2 separate regions of the Canis lupus genome follow, and region 1 is linked to region 2. A link is a contact called in public Hi-C data. All regions are on one chromosome and are shown on one strand. Each heading gives the region's core, a stretch centred on a gene start, on an enhancer-like site or on the middle of the called end of the contact. The rest is flanking DNA. Distances are from core to core; before and after follow the strand shown. Region 1 holds the start of MRPS26 (28S ribosomal protein S26, mitochondrial). Region 2 holds the start of ITPA (inosine triphosphate pyrophosphatase).

Region 1 (3,502 bases), core at 466-2,965, 140 kb after region 2:
GGCTGAGCCTCCTTCTTCCTAAGCAACATCAACAGATCTATTCCAGATCAGGCCCAACCCTCCTACCCCATACACACATGGTCCCTGGGTGGGCACTGTCCTTACTGGACCCTTACGAGCCCTTATGCTGTGGTCTGACCACCAGCCCTTCCCTGGTGATGGCCCAATTGTAGCTCTTCGGCGGCGAGTCCAATGCTTCTTCCACCCGTGCCTCCAGGTTCTCTCGGGTAATGAAATTTTTTGCTTCCTCCTATTGGGAGACAGAAAGCTACTGAATGGAAGTCTCCAGCACAGGCCTGCTGACCTTTAGCCCACTGAGTCTCCAGTTCTCCCTCTGGATGGATGCTTGGAGCCCAGGTCCTCTGTGACCTTCCAGTGGAAGAGTATCAGGCAGCCTTATCATATTCCTCTTAGATAATTATCCACTGGACATCTCAGCCAGAACTCCAAGCACACCAGTTGTGACAATCTCGAGTCCCACTGGGTTGAATGTTGCCTCAATGTCCCTCGTTAATCTCTGTCAAACTTGTTCTCCGCACCCCCCCATTACTTTAATTCAGACCTCATCCACTCTTAATGGATCACTCCCAAATGGTCTCCCTGCTTTTTAGTCTCACACCTGCCACCCTAGCCCAAAATATTAACACTTCAATGACTATACCCGCAAAACAAAATACCAACTCCTTGTGGAACTGGGGGCCCTTCCGGGGTAAGAGGCGGGCTTACCGCCACCTAGCTACTCGGATACTTTACAATTCTAATGTCAACTCTCACCTCTGGGTGTCTGCGCCCGTCACTCTCTTTGCACTCCTCCCCCAAATCCTCACCTGCTAACTGAGCCTCAAGGCTGCTCGCTCCCTCAGTGCGCTGGCCAGTGTCCCACTGCGCCGCGCCCAGGACTGCCGCCCAGGAGTTGTTCCCGGCCCTTAGCTCCAGGCCCGGAGACGCGACCCACCTGCAGCTGCAGCACTTCCTGCTCCTTGAGCTGCGCCCAGGCCTGGGCCTCTCGGGCCCGCCGGGCTTCTTCCTCCGCCTGCCGCTGCTGCTGCTCCCGCGCCTCCTGCCGCAGCCTAGCTAACCTGGGGTGGGGGCGAGGGCAAGAGGCTGAGACTGCGCGCGGCTGGGTCTGCCCCGCGCCACCAGCGGCCTGCCCCGCCTCCCGGCCCACTCACCGCAGCTCGTGGAGCCGCTGGTTCTCCGCCTGGTTCCAGGCCATCAGGTCGCGGTGCTCGGTGGCATCCTGCAGCGCCTTGCGCTCTGCCAAGACCCCGGCCCGGGCCTCGTGCGCCTTCTTCCGCACCTCAGTCACGAACTCCAGCCTGGGCGGAGACAGGCCCGCGGTCGGCACCCTCTCCGCCCGCCCTCCGCCTCACAGCCCACGGCGCCGGCGGCCGCCCCCGCCGTCACACACACCTGAGGGCGCGCACCGTCTGGCGGTACTGCCGGTAACGCTCCGTCAGCACGAAGAACTCTACGGGATCCACCGTGGGCGGGGTCGCCACGCGCCCGACCTTGGACTTGGCCGGAAGGTCGTGGCGGGTCTTGCGGCCGCGCACGAGGAGCAGCAGCGGGGCCGGAGGCCCCCACCGGGGACCCGCGCCCCAAACTCTCAGCGCGCAAAGCATGGCCGCAGCCTTCCCGGTTCCGGCGCGCCGCAGGGCATCACGGGGCCCGGAGACGACCGCGGGGCACCACGGGACGCGTAGTCCGCGGGCCCCGCCCCCACCCCCGGGAGCCCGTAGGGCGGGGCGGCGCGCGCAGGCACACCTCCGCGGGGTCCTCGGGCCCGGGCCTTGGCCGCACCCTCCCTGCAGGGCCTGCCCCGCCCCGCCCCGCGTCCCTCCCGCCGGCGGGCGGGGCCCACGTCCCCCAACCCCCGCGCTGGAGAGTCTCAGAGCGGGTGGGCGAGGGACGGGACAGAGGAGAGAGCTCGAAGCAGCAGCTTCAGGGGCTTCGTATCTTTATTGGAAGGCGACAGGGCGCGGTGCTCTAGGTCCAGTCTGTGGGGGGAGGAGGTGATCATTTCAGAGGACGCCCTGGTCACCAGGCTGCTCGCCTGCGACCTTGCCCGCCCTCACCTCTCCCGACCTGGTCCGCCAGGCGGCCAGCTTGCTCTCTCGTCCTGAGGACCCCCTTGCCGGCTAGGGAACCCAGCGTGGGGGCTCTGGAGCTCCCTGGGCGTTGCCCACCCCAAACAAACCTGGTTTGTAAAAACCTGAGCTCACACCAACTTAAATTACGTAATGTTTTTGCCTAATACGAATTTACTTTTTCTCCTTCAGTTATGGCTTTCCCGTGCACTTTAAAATAAATGCAAAATAGTAATAATAATCCATCGCTGCACACTGGTCTTCTGCAATCACTGCATTTCTAGTGCGTCAGCCTTGGTTCTTGGGACCCCCTTACCTAATAGTGTAAGTTCACACCCCTCACCTCTTTTCACTGAGGGGCTGCTCACCTCCGGACATATGGGCTTCTCTTGACAAGAAAGAAGCCTGGAGGACCCTAGTACAGCCACTGTCTTATGGAGGTTTTCAGTAGAATTCTCTCCACTCCACTAGTTACTTCTTTTAATTTAACATAAGTATCTTATCATAAATTGTCTAGAATTCTGGGAAATAGGAAGGATAGCAGATAGCATCCTGCTGTGTGCCCAGGGGTCGTCTCAGTTTTAGCTCATTACTCCCCTCTTTTGTCCACATATCCCCCAAGTCCTTAGCCACAATGGCCCCTGCTGGCCAATGCCAGGCCTCTCCCTGTACTTACTAGCAGTGTTTGCACCAGGTGCTGCTTTCTACAGAGGGGCCACCAGCCTGTAGTTCTGCCCTCCCAGGGCACACTGTTCTCAGGGGGAGCCAGGGAATTGCTTGGGAGGTTATGGGCGGTCTGGTCTGGGCCGTTTGCTGCAGTGCCCAGGACCCTTCCTCAGAAACGAGCCAAGGCTGTGGCCTGCCCACTGCTCCTACCCTAGGCTCACAGTAGGTGAAGGAGCCCCAGCTAATACCTTCTTCCTCCCACTCAGGCGGGGGATACCTTTAACCCACCTTGGGGGCAGGTGGGGGTGGCTGGGCTGAGCTGGAAGCTCCCTTTCCTCCAGGGTACCAGCCATGGGACCAGTGCTGAGCCTTCGAGGGTCCAAAATGAACAGTCAGCAGCAGCAGCAGGAAGCCTAGCCTGGATAACAGCACTCAAGACGACAGGCGCTTCCATCCATAACTCTTTCCATTTCTTCCAGGGCCCCTTAGACACCTGGCACTTCAAGGATAGCTTGTGTTTCCTAATGCCCTTCCCTCTTCCCTCACTGCCCCTCATCCAAAGACTCTTGGGATCTGGACCCCAAAGGCTCCTGGCAACTAGCCTTCCCCAGAACCTCCTGGGACACAGAGGGTCCCAGCCTTGCCAGCAGAGGGCCTTCCTTTGTCTGTCAGGCCTACCCCTCCCTCCTTCAGGGATTCTAGAAGTGGGAGAAGGTTGGGAAGAGGAACAGAGGTAAGGGAAGCTC
Region 2 (3,781 bases), core at 228-2,727:
AACTGGGTGGCTCAGTCGGTTAAGTACCTGCCTTTGGCTTGGGTCATGATCCCAGGATCCTGGGTTCAAGCCTCACATAAGGCTCCCTGCATGGAGCCTGCTTCTCCCTCTGCCTATGTCTCTGCTTCTCTCAGCCTGTGTCTCTTATGAATAAATAAATCAATCTCAAAAAAAAAAAAAAAAAAAAAAAAAGGAAGACTATGAGATAAAGAGTTAAGACACCCTGTTCTAAGACAACTTCATCTTTTCCAGTAAGCCTCCTCTGGCCATTCTAGCCCCTTAAAATGTAGGTGGCCACATTCGCAACCAGAGACGGGTTTGGGAACTGGGCATCCACTATCCTGCATGGGGCTCTTTTCAGGGTGGCACTACTTGTCTGTTGGACCGGCCTGGCCCGGCCTCAGGATCCCAAACTTTTTATCAGCCCAGGGCTCTGGTTCATGACCCACCTCCTTGGCCATAAATGAGCACGGACAAACCCTTTTCCCAAGCAAGGCTAGCGAGAGCTAATGTATGGCAGAAGCCTCACTGTCCACTCCACCAGGAGGGAAGTAAGCAGAAAAACGCTTACTAGGAAAGGGATGAGCATTCAGAGAACTACAAAGGCAAGATAGGCCCTTGGGACACTCAAGTCCTGGGGGGCATCCTTACACTGGTATTCCCATAAGAGTCACCTGGTGGTTTACATGAGTTCCCTGTGTGTCTCTATTACTTGCACCCAAAGGCTATCAATCCACCCGCAGAATCCTCACTGCTAGCCACAAAATTCCCAGAAGCAGTAACTTTGAATTTTTTTTTTTTGCCTTCTTCTTCACTCCTCCCCATTGCGCTGTGAAAAAGATGTTCCAAATCATCCCCATTTCACAGAAGAGGAAGGAGGCTGAGGATCACATTTCTGGACAGTGGTGGGGCGTGGACCGCCCAGTTTGGCTGCCGGTCCCACGCTCTGACCCCTGCCACCCCAGGTCGGCAGCGGGGTCTGGATCAGCTCCAGAATTGTGTCAAGAGCCCCGGTTTGGGGTCCAGCCTAATCGGGGATCTTTGGGGCAGGTACTGAGGACCTGGCACTCCTTTGGCTCCCGCAGCTTCCGCGCTCGCACGGCCGGATTTGTCAACGCCCTAGCTCTATCAAGGCCAACCACCGGCCGTCCCCACTGTGCACGCACGGCCGTTTCACTCAGCGCGGCGCAGCCTGTTCCACGCGCCCGGGGCAGCCCCTCCATGCGCACTCCGCCTGGAGGCTGCTTCTCCGCCCGGTCCCCAGGGGGCCCTACCACGCGCTACCCCAGCCGCCACTGGTCGGCCTCCCGCGCCCTCCCGGCACCTCCTCCAGCTTCTTGGCGTTCCCGGTGACAAACACGATCTTTTTCCCCGCCAAGGGGGCCGCCATGCTGACTCCGATGACCAAGCCGACCCACCGGAAGCCCTTTGCCTCGAGTGGCAGGCACTTCCGCTGACGCGGAACCGGGCGGCGCAGCTTCCGGCGTAGGGCCCCAGGCCGGGGAACGCTGGGCATCCGGCTTCCCTGCTCAGACCCTGGCGAGCGCCGCTTGAGCAGCCTGGGGCCCCGAGCGCTAGAAGGGAGGACGGCCCGGCCACTCCCGTCCTCAGTGCTAGCCACAAGATTCCCAGAAGCAGGAACTTTGGATTCCGTCTGCGCCGGAATGGCGGGGTCTTCCCGAGACTGGCGGTCGAGCGCGTTGAGACCATGCCCTTCCGCCAAGGGGACGTCTCTTCGAAGACCAGAAGAGACCACTGCAGCCGCCGGCCCCACCTCTGCTTTCTCCCCTCTCTGGGAAGGGGGCATCGAGGGAAGCAAAGAACCTGCACGGTAATGAGCTGCTGTCCGGTGCTCTGGGCGGTTCGCCTTCTCCGCGGGCACCTCCAAATCTACCTGCGAGAGCTGTGTCCTTCTGGGCAGGGGCTGCAAATCTGGATCTTTATCCTGACCTCACCTCCAGCCCCACTCCGTTCTTTCCTTGCCCGCCAGCTCTGATTACTTTGTGGATTAAAAAAGGAATTTGTTTTAAGATGTAACTAACATATAACGCTATGTTAGTTTCAGTGTACGGCTTATAATTTGGTATCTGTATACACTTGGAAGCATTCACCTCAGTAAGTCTGGTTAACATCGATCACTTTACATAGTTACCTGTTTTTTTTCTTGTGATGAGAACCTTTAGATTTTACTCTCGCAGCAACCTTCAAATATGCAGTACAATATTGTTAACTACAGTCAACATGCTACCACGCTGTACGTCTCCAGGATTACTTTATAACTGGAAATTTATGCCTTTCAACCTCCTTCACCCATTCTCCCAGCTCCCAACTACCAATCTGTTCTCGGTATCTTTGAAATTATTTTCTTTTCAGATGACTACTTGCCTCTGAATTTAAATTTAGCACAGCCTAAAGCAAGCCAGGTCTTTTCACCCATCTTCCAGGCTTGGGAACTCAGTATTTCAACTCCCTCATTCCCTCATCCCTACACCTTCTCGCATCCATCATGCCTTCTCCATGCCCGCTCCCTCAGCCAGATCTTTGCATCCCGAACACAGTGGAGGAGTGCAGAATGAGATGCCTCAACATGTGCCCCTTTGGCATAAAGATTATTTTGAGTTAAAAGTAATAAAAACAGCAGATGCAGGAAAGGTTCTTGCCTCCACCATAACTGCAAAAATTTACATTGGAGAGCTTGCAACTGGAAGAAAAGTATTAGCAGACTCACACCCACACACCATGAAGTAATTATCTGTATAACAGAGCAACCTTGTTTCCCAAACATCCCTTTTCACCTTCTCGCTAATGAGTTTTTTCCCCTTTGTATGCTCGAGCCCCTACCCCTTCTTAGTTCTTTTAAGCATCCTGTTGCTTCATTGTCATTGGAATCTTGTCTTCGTGGATTCCGTTTACACACACCTATTAAATTTGATTTTCTCCTCTTAATCTGTCTCATGTCAATTTGATTGTAAGTCCAGGTAGAAGGACCAGAGGCAGAGGAGAAAGTCTTCCCCTCCACCACAGCAGCAAAGGATAGAAAGTGCCCCCAGCAGACCCACCTGTGACAGGCCTTGATCCACTGCTGACACCCCCATTGAACAAGCCACCTGTCTCCTTCCTCCAGGGACTCAGCAAGCACAGACTAACAGCAAGGGCAGATTCAGGGCCCCTTTCTCCTGGTGAGGAAATCCCTGACAGAGGAAACTCAAGTCAGAGGTCTCTCAGTGCCTGGATGAGTTATTTTGCTTAATGTTCTTGTCTCCTGATAATCTCAAAATCTTGTAGACCCCAGGATTTGTCAGGGAATATCAAAAAACCTTTGCTCAATGACCTTACCATAGCAAGATATTGCATAGGCCAAAACGCATTGTCCTTAGGTAGTCCTGAAGTTCAGGCAGTCTGATGAGGCAATGTGGTCTGAATGTAGTGGTTGGTTTTGGTTTTGGGTTTTTTTTTTTTTTTTTTGAGAGAGCGTGCAAGTGATAGAACATGTACGTGGTGGAGGGCAGAGAGAAGGAGAAGCAGACTCCCCGCTGAGCAGGGAGCCCACAGGGCTGAATGCCAGGACCCTGGAATCATGACCGAGCTGCAGGTAAGATGTTTAACCCACCGAGCCACGCAGATGCCCCAAGATCAGACCGAGTCGAAGGCAGATGCTCAACCGCTGAGCTACCCAGGAGTCCCTAATTTTTAGTTTAGTTTTTTTTTTTTTTTTTAAGATTTTATTTATTCATGATAGACACACACAGAGAGGCAGAGACACAGGCAGAGGGAGAAGCAG

The links. A called contact is a pair of places that touch in the nucleus more often than the background predicts.
Region 1: a contact with region 2 is called in a Hi-C map of blood, with 3 times the contacts expected there. The contact joins the promoter of MRPS26 here to the promoter of ITPA in region 2. A contact is called at or near these places in 2 of 9 Hi-C or Micro-C datasets (amygdala and blood).

The regions. Positions count from the first base shown.
Region 1 is chr24:18,667,813-18,671,314 of UU_Cfam_GSD_1.0, forward strand. MRPS26 (28S ribosomal protein S26, mitochondrial) reads right to left here and starts at 1,716. Exons shown (of 4, transcript XM_038571365.1): 1 at 1,414-1,716; 2 at 1,173-1,319; 3 at 956-1,079; 4 at 1-250. The coding sequence starts at 1,625. The coding sequence ends at 113.
Region 2 is chr24:18,532,530-18,536,310 of UU_Cfam_GSD_1.0, forward strand. It overlaps ITPA (inosine triphosphate pyrophosphatase), which reads right to left and starts at 1,478. Exons shown (of 8, transcript XM_038571747.1): 1 at 1,325-1,478. The coding sequence starts at 1,390.